Linked DNA regions of Mus musculus: region 2 is linked to region 1. The links are chromatin contacts, called in public HiChIP or PLAC-seq maps. All regions are on one chromosome and are shown on one strand. The core of a region is the stretch at or near the end of the contact, and the rest is flanking DNA. Distances in the headings are between cores, read along the strand shown.

Evidence for each region. HiChIP or PLAC-seq counts read pairs in DNA pulled down with a chosen protein or histone mark.
Region 2: a contact with region 1 is called in an H3K27ac HiChIP or PLAC-seq map of bone marrow-derived dendritic cells, with 5 times the contacts expected there. The contact joins the promoter of Ccdc50 here to the promoter of Cldn1 in region 1. A contact is called at or near these places in 1 of 39 promoter capture datasets (hippocampal neurons) and 2 of 115 datasets of contacts at active chromatin or transcription factors (bone marrow-derived dendritic cells and microglia).

The regions. Positions count from the first base shown.
Region 1 is chr16:26,369,813-26,373,464 of GRCm38.p6, reverse strand. It overlaps Cldn1 (claudin 1), which reads left to right and starts at 1,626. Exons shown (of 4, transcript NM_016674.4): 1 at 1,626-2,061. The coding sequence starts at 1,839.
Region 2 is chr16:27,387,165-27,390,816 of GRCm38.p6, reverse strand. It overlaps Ccdc50 (coiled-coil domain containing 50), which reads right to left and starts at 1,861. Exons shown (of 11, transcript NM_026202.4): 1 at 1,680-1,861. The coding sequence starts at 1,728.

The DNA of each region.
Region 1 (3,652 bases), core at 377-2,876:
ATGATCTCACATAGTGCACGTCTTGAGGGAATTCTGTGTTCTAAGCATGATTGACATTTCATCTGCCTGAACAGACACTAGATACCAGGGGAATATTCCTCTGAACTCACAGAGTAGTACTGCCTGCAGGCTGAGGGCGTGAGGGCACAAGTCAGCCAGGGCCTGGCCTACCTACAGATCTTATTTAGAGATCTTTTATGTTTGGAAAACAGCTGGGAGCAGGAGCAGGACAATGAATACTTGTTCAAATCTTGCTATCTCCTGTCTGAGTTCTGTTGTCATCACTACTCCCTAAGTCCCTGACTACAGCAGATCTGAGTCTTTATCCTTAAGCATTGACAAAGCTGGTCTGAGAACAGTGAGCATGGGAGTGAGGGCAGTAAGGCTTTGTTTGTCGTTCTATTTTGTTTTTCACATAACTTTCTTGTGGCAAGCTTGTACTTTCCTTAGCATGCATGGAAGCATCCCTTGTTTTCACTCATGTGTTTATTTCTGCCCTCAATTCTCCTGTTTTTACTAAATCCATAGAAGCCTCTCTTTCCACCGTACTCACACCACAGACAAAATAACAGCTGAGAAAACATTTTAATTATTCTCAACCACAATGTGGGCTTCTGTGTAGCAACAAGCAAGGAAGCTGTACAGACCCAGAGAGGACAGCAAGAGGCAGCCTAGGTCAAAGCCTGGGGAGATTACTGCCAGCTCCAAAGCCAGAGACTAAGTTCTACTAGGATGCATCCAAGTGTCTCTCTTTCTCCTGGAAGAGAATGTGGAGGAACTTGCTGAATTCCATCTGATAAGTCTTTGCTGGTCAGGCATCTCAGATAAGGAGTTACTATGCTAAGCAAATTGCTTTAAGGAAAAAGTGTATGTGTATGTGTATGTGTATGTGTATGTGTATGTGTATGTGTGTATATGTGTGTCTGTGTGTTTGTGCCCGTGCATGCATGCATTGGGTGTGTCAGATAGTGGACTGCATTTTCAAAAGGAAAATAAAAACCCAAAAGACAATATATATATATATGCAGTGGAAAGCACACAGATCTAAGAGTGTACTAGAAACCTGCCCTGAGGCACTCTCCGGTTAGCTCTTCTCTAATCTATAAAGTTTCAACATCTCTGAGACCCATGGGAGAAATGGGAGAAATCTAATGGAATGACCTTAAGGAACAGAAGGGAGCAGAGGGCCCCTAAAAGAGAAGGAACTATCAGACAAGAGGTGCCCAAGGGTGAAGGGAATATAGAAATATCGAGTTAGACACATTTCCTGAATAAAATACTGGGAATATACTAAAAAATGAAAATAGGTTTCTAGTTCCCCCCAGTTTTTCCATCTTTATGTGTTGTTTTTGCATTTACACAGATGAGGTAACTTTTATTATTAGTTAATTACGGAGTGAAATGAAGAAAATGCCTATCAAGTGCTAGGAGAGACACGAAGGGAAGAGGTTAGGGATGCCTGATTCTCTTCAGATGGTCCCCAGGTAGCCCACGGGGCATCATCATCCACCACGGAGCTGGCCTGCGAGGACCTTTGTGGGGATTCGGCCACGAAACCACCAGGGGGCGCTGCATGCCGGGAGGGGCGGAGCTGCTTTAAATCACAGCGCCGGGCGGTTCAGCGTCTCAGAGAACTCTGCCACTTCTCACTTCCAGACTCCACCACCGCCTACCCGGACCAGAAGCCAGGAGCCTCGCCCCGCAGCTGCACAGAGAGCAAGGGTATAGGCACTAACTTGTTTGCAGAGACCCCATCACCTTCGGGAGCTCAGGTGCGCACCTTGCAAACTCCACTTTCTGCATCTGCCACTGAGCCCGCGGGAGCCTCGGAAAGAGCCATGGCCAACGCGGGGCTGCAGCTGCTGGGTTTCATCCTGGCTTCTCTGGGATGGATCGGCTCCATCGTCAGCACTGCCCTGCCCCAGTGGAAGATTTACTCCTATGCTGGGGACAACATCGTGACCGCTCAGGCCATCTACGAGGGACTGTGGATGTCCTGCGTTTCGCAAAGCACCGGGCAGATACAGTGCAAAGTCTTCGACTCCTTGCTGAATCTGAACAGTGAGTGCACCCTCATCCTCCAACTCCCCACTCCCTATCCTTGGACTCTCCCCCACCCTCTCTACCCCCACTCCCCAGCCTTGGAGCCCTTGTCCTCTGTAGTAGCTTCATTCAGCCCAGAGGCTACCCTCGAAATTGGTCAAGGCTTTTCAGCATGTGCTCTGTCCTGATAAAGCAGAAAGAACCCAAGCCCTAGGTTAAAGCCCTAGATTTGCCTCTAACTCTCTACTTGGCACCTTCTGCCCTTTTAGGTGTGATTTTTTTTTTGTCTCAAATTCTAATCAAGGTGGGTGGAGATTGGGAGAATGAAGACCACTGTGGAACTTAGGTTCTTGGGCCTCTTCTGCACATTCATTCTAATAGGGTTTGAACAAGAAAACGGCACACTTTGGGTAGGTTTACAAGCGTTAACTAGATGATTCTGAAATATCAAATAAGAAACTTTCTGAGTTGTCTCATGGCATTTCCAACGCACAGCTAAGGTTTACTCTTTGGGTCTTTTGGTTTTCTACCTTGAAGAACCTCTTGAGATCCCCCCCCCCCCGCCCCCAAAGGATGGACTAGGATTTGCAGGAGAGTCAACTTGTGCGGTACAAGTTTAGAATAAGAAGGACTGGTGGCATCTGGGGAGTGGGTCACTGAAGAGAGCTCTTCTGAATAAACTCAGCAGCATGGCAGCAAGAGCGAAGGCACAGAAGGAGGCAGCCTGGTTGAGGTCACCATGTGGGAAGAAGTCTGTGAGGAAAAAGAAAGGCTATTCCCATGTTTTTCCTTCCGCAATGGAATCTCTATGTATTGATGCATTGGTCCTATATGTAAAGTGAGAAAGGCATGCATAGACAGGAGTATCTCTACTGATTCTGGGGAGACGGGTGATAAGATGTATTCGCCTTCACTTTTAGCTAAAACTTTTTTCAGGGCTTTGTCAGAAAGCCATTCAATTCCTACAGGGCATGTTCTCTTCCTGGAGAAATCACATTGGTTGTCCTGCCCTTTACCTCACAGGAGGAAGAGTTCCCTTAGCCTTTGCCTAAACAAAGCTACTCCACAGTCCCCTGGGAATGCTGCTGTGAACAGTGCTGGCATTGTCCCTGACCTATGAGAGTGGAGCTCTTCCTCCTTCCCAACAAAAGCACTTCACTTTACAGTTATGAGACCTGCCACAAATCAGCTTGACACTGTGAGAACCTGTAGAATGTACTCAGCTGGCATGGTTTTGTCTCCACATCTGGACTCCTCTATTAAAAGTAATCTATACATTTGGAAAGCATGTCCTATTTATTACCCTCCCCGGATACACTCAGACTGTTGACGATTGGGAACTAGTCCAGTGGAAAGAAAATGGTGCCAGGCATTTTCAGAACCATATTGTAGACCTGGCAGGTGAGATCTGCTACAGCAAGTCCAGAGAGGGCTTCCTATCAATTTTATTCCTCTAATCCAAATTCTTTATTTTATCAGGTCTAAGTTTCCCAAATGCCTGGATAGAATGATGGTCCATGCAGCAAATATTCAGATCGCTCCTACCCAGAATAATTCATTAAATGGTTGATTGTAATTTATTCCTTTTAAATATACTTATTATATTTCC
Region 2 (3,652 bases), core at 612-3,111, 1.0 Mb before region 1:
TAAATGTCCCTGTCATCTCATCGGAGTCCCTAGACAGGATTGCCAAGCACGGCACCACAATATCCAGAATGAAAACCAAAGTAAACATAGGAAAACTTGTAGAGCTGGGGGGTGAAAAAGACTCTTGCAGGCCTAGATGGAAAGTGGGGAACTCCTTGAGAAATAAGATATTAGCACAAGTTAGGCATGTCTCGGTTAAAAAAAAAAAAAAAATGAAAAGACCTCAGGGTTTCAAAGCGTACACAAAAAAGTTCTTTCCAGGTCACTAGCACAGGTGGAAGGCTGGGGAAGTCACAGCACCTCAACACTGAAGCTTTGCACCTCAGGTCAGGTTTTGTTTGAACTCCAGTATCAGCAACACCCACCATCAATGAAAGTACTACCAAGGGAGCACTTTGTCTTCAGACAAAACCAACACCTTTGCGCACAAAACCCATATCCAAAAGCAAGAGGGGAGCTCTACAGCTGGCCTCCAGGTGAAGAACCGATATGTCTTCCCAGTGGCTCCTTAGACTCCATTAACTAAAAACTGTAATAACCAAAGTCAAGTTAGGGACAGAAACGATGGAAAAATACCAAGACCAAAAGCTCAGCCTGAAGGCATTATTACTCTTTAGAAACAATGGAGTAGATCCAAACCTACTACAATTTAAACATAAAATCATTGACTCCTAGCCACGGTGCTTCTCTGAAACCCTAGGACAGATGCAGCCAAGTAGTCACTAATTGTCTTGGGATTTCCAAATTGGCCAGAGCGAGACCATCTGAGTCACTTGAAATTGGCAATGAAGCCTAAAGTCTCAAGAAAGGAAAAACTCCTTCACTTACACAACACACACATCCCAGTCCCAGACCGTGTTGGCCACAGATCTCTGGTGAAACAAAAGAGATCCACAACAAAGACCCCCCCCCCACCCCCCTCAGAACTTATGGCTTTAAGAGAGAGCACTCTTGAACGTTCTAGGTGTTGTCATAATGGAAGTCCAGTGCTTCCCAAGAAGGGAAAGACAGAGTGACAAGAAGATGAGCCAGTAACCAAAACAATAAAAATGCTAGGCCCCGGGGAGGGGAGGAGAGATGAAGTAAGCTAGGCCTGGCCAGTACTAGTCAATCTTATTTTCCTGGACTTCAATATAGCAGCCATGGGGGGCAACGGGGGTAACAGGATCACAAGCTCCCACCCACTCCAGCCTGGTCTTTATTAAAATGGAAGTGGGGAGATCATCTTTATAGGGGCTTGAGGTCCACCATTCAAAGCAATGCCAACCCTAAGATTTTCAACATTTTTGAAGCTAAGAGCCAGCCAGACACTAGACTAGGAAGAAGAAGTGGGAGAAGGGAGGAAGGGAGAGAGGAGGGAAAGAAAGGAGGAGGGAGGTAGAGGATAGAAAAGAAAAGAAGGAGGGAGAAGAGAGGAACAGAAGGAGAAGAGGAGGGAGAGGGTCATGTTTCAAAACAAAGGCTCCACTCCACTCGGAACGCCACCCCCTGGCCTGGGCCAGCCTGGAAGGGCTGGGATTTCTACATCAAGCGTCCACAGGGCAGAACAAGGCCGCGCGGCCAGGCGAGGGCCTCCCGCAGCCGCTGGCGGACCGAGCCAGCCCGCGGCGCTCCTAGCCCGCCCCGCGCCGCGTGCCCCGCGCAGCCCGGCTCCCCGGAGCCCGCGAGTCCCGACCTACCTTCCTTCACGCCCGGCAACTTGGACTGATCTACACTCACGTCGGCCATGGCGGCCGCTGGGCCTCGGGCGCGCGGAGATCACGGCGCACGCCCACCCCGCGGGCTGGCCCGGGTGGACGCCGGACTCTCCCGGGCCGGAAATGCACCGGAGTCCAGTACGGAGGGAGAGAGGTGCCAGAAAGGCGGCGGCGGCGGCGGCGGGGGGCGGGGGCTGCAAGGCTGCACCGCACGCAGAGGCGTGCGAGCCAGACCGCCTCCCCTCGCCTATGTGCCTGCCGCGCCCAGCCCAGGCCACAGCTCTGCGGCCTGAAGGCCGGGACCCCAAGGCTGCACCTGCCAGCTAGGCGCCGCCGGGACAGAGCCTATCTGCGCTCCACTCTGAGATTTAAGACTTGTGTAAAGTGCTTATTGAGTGCCAGGCACCACAAATCCTTATATCTGGGATTAGTGGGCATATACATACATACTTACAAACATACATACATACATACATACATACATACATACATACATACATGTGTGTGTGTGTGTGTGTGTGTGTGTGTGTGTGTGTGTGTGCTTTATATTTCTTTTTTTGTTTTGTTTTTTTGTTTTTAAAGAAACCAGAATACAAGACACTGAATTAAATTCTGGGCCCTTCTGGAAACGGAATATTCACAACCAGCAGGGAGAACTGAGTCACTCAATCAACAAAAAACTATAAATGTCTACCAGATCGGATGTTCAGTTTCGGGGGTGGAGGGATTGTGACAGAGACTTGTATGGGCTTCCCCTTCCAGCATGCCACTCACTGGTCTATAATTCTGACATTTGTGTTTCTCTGAAATGAGCGACTTTTCGCGTTTCATCCTATGGATCAGTACAGATTCATGCTCCTTTAGGAACTGTCTCTTCCCCTAAAGGAAACATTCCAGTCCTAAACTGGGTTTTCACTAATCTTATCTTTCAGTCCATTAGTCCACAAACCATGCATATTTATCAAAGAATGGGTGTGAGATCAAAACCGGTGGAGCAGAATACCTCCCTAGGCTTGCTACATAAAGGGTAGAGTAGCAAATTAGTATCTGTTTCCTGAGTGGGCGGCCACTCTCACTAGCAGACAATGAAACTAAACTGAAGATAAGCAAAGATAGGAGAAGGCGGAGAAGAGGGCAGTTTCTGATGGAAACACAGTAGCAAAGCACAGTTCCTCCTCAGAGTTAAGCTTGTTGGCAGGATCATTGAACTCTGGAATGTCAGCCCAACATCTTGTCAAAGTTCAACGTGTCACTTCAGCCACTGGCTTAAACTGGCTTCCCATCTCAGCTCAGACTCCTAGTGTGAGAGGTCAGGAGGAAGTGGTATGATTTTTAACTTGACACTAAAATTGGTTAGCAAAAACTAAGATGTAAATGAGAGCAAAAATTAGATCAGAAGTTGGCAAGCTGCTACCCACAGGCCAAACCCAGCCCGCTGAAACCCCGTGACTGTATTTGTTTAAATATTACATTTTAAATTATTTTTAATATGAGTCATTTAAATTTTGCCTTTTAAGCCCAAAATCTAAAGTACTATCAAACCCTTACAAGAAAATTTTGCACAGCCCTGTCAGAGATAGAGAGCACTCCATAAACAAAGTGTGAAGAAGGAAGGTATAGCAAAGTGGCTTTAGGGGTATTTATAAATGTCCTGCCATATATGGACCTGTTTTTTAAATTGTCCTATAGTTATAGAGAGCATTTATAATGACAGTATCTCTGCTTCTCTTTCCTTCTCTCTTTCTACTTCTCCACCACGTTGTTCCACTGGAGACTGACATGGAGCTCCTTGTTTCTGCTTCTGATGAGTGTGACGAGGAGAAGTAATAAAAGTCCGAAGAAAGAGACATGATAGAGTCTGCATTCCATTCTTCTGCTGGTATGCTAAACCCAACCATGATGGGCCAGAGGAGAGTTTGGAAGTCTATTCTTTCTTCCCACTGGTCTCCAGGGGA